Regions from separate parts of the Gossypium arboreum genome. Here region 2 is linked to region 1. Evidence: chromatin contacts called from public Hi-C data. All regions are on one chromosome and are shown on one strand. Each heading gives the region's core, a stretch centred on a gene start, on an enhancer-like site or on the middle of the called end of the contact. The rest is flanking DNA. Distances are from core to core; before and after follow the strand shown.

Evidence for each region. Hi-C and Micro-C count contacts between places; a contact is called where the count stands out from the background.
Region 2: a Hi-C map of leaf shows a contact between it and region 1, with 3 times the contacts expected there. The contact joins the promoter of LOC108484146 here to the promoter of LOC108454003 in region 1. A contact is called at or near these places in 2 of 5 Hi-C or Micro-C datasets (both in leaf).

Annotation. Positions count from the first base shown.
Region 1 is chr9:41,441,036-41,444,441 of ASM2569848v2, forward strand. It overlaps LOC108454003 (peptidyl-prolyl cis-trans isomerase FKBP53), which reads right to left and starts at 1,557. Exons shown (of 11, transcript XM_017752280.2): 1 at 1,368-1,557; 2 at 992-1,065; 3 at 368-606; 4 at 60-205. The coding sequence starts at 1,380.
Region 2 is chr9:41,984,385-41,987,790 of ASM2569848v2, forward strand. LOC108484146 (40S ribosomal protein S20-2) reads right to left here and starts at 1,910. Exons shown (of 5, transcript XM_053019522.1): 1 at 1,673-1,910; 2 at 922-1,127; 3 at 633-759; 4 at 360-473. The coding sequence starts at 744.

The DNA of each region.
Region 1 (3,406 bases), core at 307-2,806:
ATATATGATCCAGTTTCTACTTAATGAAATCTGGTAAAGATATCCAAAATGTCAAATACCTCCACTATTTGGGACAGGTGGACGGAAGAACTCAAGATCATCATCATCTATGAAATCATCTCCATACTCCTCATCAGAACAATAATCAGAGGACTCATCTTCGGACTCAGTCTCAGTCTCAGCAATATCCTCCCCATAAGAATCACTTCATAATGTAGTAAAGGAATTAATAAATCACGTTATATGCGCCACATTCTGAGTTATAAACACCTCAACCATGTTCTCAGTTCTTTCATGAAACAATTTAATAAAAAATGAAATGCAAATATGCTTGTCTTCAAATAAGAGAAATTAAATAAAAGGATACGACTCATATTCATCTCGTAGGTGATCTCCATCATCAGCAACAAAGTAACCAGAGAGGTGGATGCTTTGAGGGCCAAGTACTGAGAAAGCAACTAAATCATCGTCTTCATCAAATTTAAGATCTAAGGCGCAAGTCTCATTCTGATTTGGTAACAAGGAACACAGGATGATCGGACTCTTGTGTCCGACAGAACACTGAAGTACAGACCTCTCTTTAAATGATCCAAGGCCTAAAGTTGCCTGTGTTACCACATGTTATAAATTAACAATGGAACATACATCGTATCAAGAAAAACAAAACCAAAATTAGGAACCCAAAAATCATTTGCACTAGCAATTTAGAGAACTAACAAGAAGCCTAAATTCTGACTAAGATTCACCATTATACGTTATTTATATGTTTCAACTATTCAACTCCATATAAACAATGCACTCCATTGATGAAGGGTCAGAAAACCTCAAAACATAACTAATAAAAGCATGTGACTACAATCTTATTCCTACAGTATTTACTAATTAATAATTGTATAAGAAAAATGAAAACTCCAACATGAACCAGAATTCAGAAAACAAAATGCTCTGGCTTTTCCTTTTAACTTTGAATTTCTGAATCAGGATAATATACCTGAGTAATGTGAAGCTTTCCCCGAACATTGTCAGAATGATAAGGGTGTGGTTTTCCAGGTTTGACTTCAATTCCTGGTTTACGAAAAAAAAAAAAAGAGCCTATAAGAACAAATAGAGAGTTTCAAGAAAAAACAAATACAACAAGCAATGCATCGTTTGGTAACTGGTAAATGGCCCGAAGACGATAATGAATCTTGGGTTTAATTTCAAAAGAATCCTCGATCCAAACCCATTATCATAATTCAAATTTCTCGAATATTTCCTCTACTGTTTACCATAACCAAACAATGGAACAATGAAATGTGAAAATACAAAATAGTAAGAGTTTAAAGCGAGAAAAGTAAAAGGGTTTTGGTCAAGATAAAAGAACTGACCCCAGAAACCCATTTCTTCTTGATGGGAGAAAATACTGAAAACCAAAAGCAGCTGCTTCTAAAACCCTAGAGGGTTTTCGTTATGCGATTTTATTAAACCCTAAATGCCCGTTTAATGATTTGGTCGTCCTTCGCTCAGATGAATTTTGAGCGGTCGGATCAAATTTCCCTCAATTATTAGCATATTTAAATTTTCCTCGCTCAATATCAAAAATTTATAAATTGCTGATTAAATTATTTGAAAAAAAATCCTCGACTTTTAAGTGTGTTTATTTCTAGTGCTATGGTTTTTATTTTCTTTTTATTTTAAGTTTTATCGTTGTTTTTATACTATTAAATGCGTCATTTATCCAAAAAGATCCTAAATTGTTGAAAGATATTTGATATGGTCAATTAACTCGTTATAGGATAAACTATATTCAAAATCACTCAACAATTAACGTGGTCAATTAACTCATTATAGGATAAACTATATTCAAAATCACTCAACAATTAATAAGTTCATAATTTGATCAATCAATTTCAAAAATATTATAAGTTCATTATTAAACTATCTAAAAGTTGTATTCTAGGAATCTCACCATCATCTAGCCTTCTCTAACAAAAAAGCACATTGAACAAAGCTTTTCTTTTCATTCTTTTTCAACTTCATGGTTTAATTTTCTTTCAAATGACCAGACACTTCATTGATTTAAATTCAAAACCCTAACCAAGAAGCTCTTTGATCTCTATCCACCATCATTAGATGGTCGCCTAGCTTCGATATGTTTCTCTTCTTAATAAGGCTTTCTTCTTACCTTTTGAATTGAACTTTCATTGCTTGGAACTCTCCAACTAAATTTTGTTTGAATCTAATATCTTTAAGTCTCTCTCTCTTTTTTTAGCTTAATGACAAATTTGACCACTAACATTGACATGTTTTGTCAAAATGGCTCTAATTGTATTTTTGAATATTTTTTGGCCATCAACCTTTATTTTTTTTCAAATTGCCTTTTTTTAACAAAATTGATGAAAGTGTTGTTAAAAAAATTAATGAGATGATGTGGAATAGTTTTAATGAGATATGATTTATTACTTAGATAACCTAATAAAATAATTACATGTGGAAATAATAAAATAAATAATTTATGAAGTTAAAAATAACTCTTAACTTAAAGAAAATAAACATAATTATCTACAAAAGGTTTCAAGCATTTAGTATTTTCGATTTGATTTATTAATTATTTTTGGAACCTCCTAGTAATCAAACGTATGCATTTATTTTGAAACTCTTTTTTAGATAGTTATGTTTTTTAATTAAGACTTATTTTTAAAATTTCATGTATGATTTATTTATTTTATTATTTTCACATGTAACTATTTTATTGGGTTACTAAGTAATAAGTTACATCTCATTAAAATATTTCACATCATCCTCTGTTAATTTTTTAATGATAGTTTCATTAAATCTGTTAGAAAAAGCAGTTTGAAAAAAAAAAGATTGATGGCCAAAAAAGCCTCAAAAATACAATTAGGGTTATTTTGACAAAACATGCAAATGTTAGTGGCGAATTTTGTCATTAAACCTTTTTTTATATATATTTTGATTCTTTTCTCTAATTTTATTCTGCCCAATTGCTTTTGTAGGTCCTATTTGATTATTTTTTTAATTGTATTTTTTATTTGCTTTTGATTGTGATTACGGTGATATTTGGTTGTTCATTGAGGGAAAGGGTGTGTAAATAGTTTAACTGTTGATTTTCTTGGGTTATGGTTTTGGTCAAAAGGGAAATGGTGAGTGAGTTAATGGTGAGTGAGTTAAGAATGAAGGGTTGTTGAGTTGGTTGGGTTAAAAGTGAGGCATGGGGCTTGAGTTGTTGTGGATATTGTTTGGATTATTGGGTTAGGGGTAGTTGTGCAAATATTGATTGATCAAATTATAAACTCACTAATAATTGAGTGACCAAAGTGTAAATTTACTAATCCCACATTTAATGTTCGTTTGTAACTTAATTGCTCAATGACGTCTGTTAGGATTGACCCGATTAAGCAACGAACAA
Region 2 (3,406 bases), core at 660-3,159, 540 kb after region 1:
GCATAGACACTCCTGTTTCTTGTGGGTGTTATGATTACAGAGAAAAACAGCATGCAATTACAAAAAAGTTGTATAAAATGCAGAGGACAAGGCAAGAATGCATAGACAGACCTATTTCTTGTGGGTGTTATGATTACAGAGAAAAACAGAAATTCAGCAGTATTATATGCTCCATCACAACAAGATACCATTTCTAAAATCATTTCTGACGAACAGGGAACTAGAGTATTCTCCATACAATAGGTTTCTGAAACATGCTTTCGAGGTAGAGTCAAAATAGTTTCAAACATAAATAATTGGGTAATAATGTAAGCTACACAATACAATAAGAGTCCGTTGGACTCAAGGGGAGTAAATACCTTCACCACATGGAGACTTCCTTGTTGTAATGTGAAGAACCTTGGTAGGCATCCTCACAGGTCCCTTAACTCTCAGTCTCTTATCCTTGGCACCACGAACCAGATCAGCACAAACTATCAATTAGACATATAGACATTAGACTAACCAATGCTTAGTCTATCCATTTAATCCATATCAGACCCCCAGAAAGTACTCATCACTATATGAAATTTAGCTAAGAAGAGGAAAATTTGATAGTAACAAGATTATAGAGGTATAAGATAAATCGGTACCTTTCTCAAGGTTTTTCACATTCTTGGAGGAGAGAGTGATTCTGATCTTGTGTATCTGTTCTTGGGGCTCCTCCAAACCAGGCTTGGTCGGCTTCATTGCAGCGTAGGCCATAGTTGCTTTTGTGTTCTGTTCAGTACAATCAATTTCTAATAAATAAAAAAGTTATCATCCAAAAGCAATTCACAAAATTAAAAATCTTAAGACTCAGTCAGCTTTTAGCTAGAAATATCAATATATAAATGATATCGCAAGGGGTGATGGCAATTAAATGCACATCAATTTTCTCACAAAATTCTATTTTCAGTTTCAGTTCTCCCTTAGTTTCTTTCTGCTTTGTCCTCATTCTTCTTTACCGATTTCTGAGTTGAAACATGTCATAAGAGATAACAGTCTGACTAGAACTCAAAAGGAAATGGGTTAATTGAAAAAAGGATGCTGATAGGATTGTCACCAAGGTTGGAAAAACTAGGAGCAGTTGAAAATGGAGCTGCAATCTGAAATGCAAATGGGAGAAAAGTTCAGAGGTTGAAATGAGAAATATGTTTAAAAGATGCAGATGATGAAAGGCTCAATCAGAGGAATGGCAGAATTTGAGTCAAAGCTGAAAATTGTATTGTGAGTTGCCACAACAATAAAGTTATAAATCCAGGACTGCGGTTGCTACCAGAAATGTTGGTAGGTTCTAGGATTCAGACTAAATACTCCAAGGCCCAGTGTCACAAATTCGATGGTGGGGATTGTCAAGGATGGTTGCCTAAAATGGTTCTTTGAAGATGATCAATCCAATGATTTCCATTTTAAAACAGTAACGGAAATGTTGCGAAAACTGGAAAAGGTTATAACCCAAAAATTGTGGGTTTTTACTTGTTTGATTGAAGATCAATCCGGTGAACTAGAGCTATAAAACCCAGAATACAGAAAACCTAAAGCACTGTTCTTTCTTATTTTGCTCATTAATCTGACCCCAATTCCAAAGCAAGCTATTTTACACATCAAATAAAAATACCAAGGAAAATAAAAGGGAAAGAGAAAAGGAAACCTGGAAGAAGTGGATGAAGTGAAAGAAGTTAAGAGAAAAGGAAACCTGGAAGAAGTGGATGAAGTGAAAGAAGTTAAGTGTTAAGCAACAGCCTTTGGTTGCCTCTTTCCTCAAAAGCCAACGGAGTAAATGTATTTTTAGAAGATATGCAAGGGGATCGGTAGTGGCAGAGGCTTTTATTATTAGGGTTAGGGTTTTTAGAAAGAAGGCTCGACCAAATAGATTTACGGGGTCGGGCTGCAATATTTAGTGGGTAAATTCTTTGTTGGTAACCCAACTTTTAGGGTCTTCCTTAGTAATTTTGTCACCTAGGACGTTTTAAGCATTAAAAAAATTAAGAATTAAAGTAAAAGGTGGTAGATGCTAAAATGATACACAAAATTATTAAATTATACTTATTTATTTATTGATAATGCCAATTGATTTGTTACTATAATATTGAAATTAATTAATTTAATCTCTTCTAAAATTTAAAATTTTATTTTATATTTCCATATTATCCTTAACGAAAATAACTTAAATAACTAATTTTAATAATTGTTTACGAAATTAAAAGTTCTTTTAGTTATATAATCTTGAATATTCTTAAACTAAAACCAAAGCAAAAATACTTGTAATTAATTAAATTAATTGTTTGTTCTTCATTTGGGTAAAGAAGTGATGACAAAAATTATGAGTTTTATTTAGTATAAAATATAAAATTAATTAATTTAAAAGATTTTTCTTTACTTTTAGCTTAACATGAATTATTTGAGTTTAATTTGAAAACATGAAATAAATTTTAAATTTTAAATAAAAAGTAAAAATTTACTGAAAAATTTGAAAAGTAAACTTAGAATTTTAGGAATATTGTAAAAACAATTTCTAAATAAAATGTCTAATCTACCCTTATTCTATATAGGAGTTGAAAATATATAATTTATATAGGTAATTAAAATGTGATAAACAAAATAATATATTAAAAATCATATTAAAGCAAATTTCACCAATATGAACATAAATAGAATTAAAGAAAAGAAATAATATGATTTAATATTCTAATAAATAAATAGAGAAAACAATGATAAATGGATCACTAATAAGAAAACTATAAAAAATAGTATTAAACATGTAAAATAAATAAATTCATCCTTTCATCTCAAATCTTAAAAAAATTAAGAGTTTTTTATCGAATAATATAAAAAATATGAAAATGGGTTGATGCTAAAATTAAGTACTGAAAAGGTATATTTGAATGGGTGGAGGGCGGTGCATACGCGGCACGACCCTCATTTTCTGACACTTTACAGTAAAAAAAATATATATTTTAGTAGTGGAGAGTGTCAGATAGGCGGCACCAGTTGTGCCTATCAGATAGGCAACACCAGTTGTGCCTATCTCGATAAATGACACCCAAGATATTCCCCACTCCCTATCCTACTCAGATCGGTTTGGAAAAAAATTTAGCAGAATAAGAGAGGGAGAAGAGGAGAAAGAAAGAAAAGAGAAGAAAGAAAAGAAATGTAATTTTTTTATTGTTATTTTCAAATATAATAGATTATGATAAGAAAAAAATTGTTAGTATTATATAGTTTGTTTAGTGTTATTTTTATGTTTTGTTTTAAAGTTTTTTGTTTATTGTGATTTGTTACTAAGTTTTGTGTTTAGATTATTGAGAATGTTATCTTGTAAAATTTTTAATATATTTGATATTGTTAGAAATGACAATAAATTTGATATTGTTAGAAATTGACC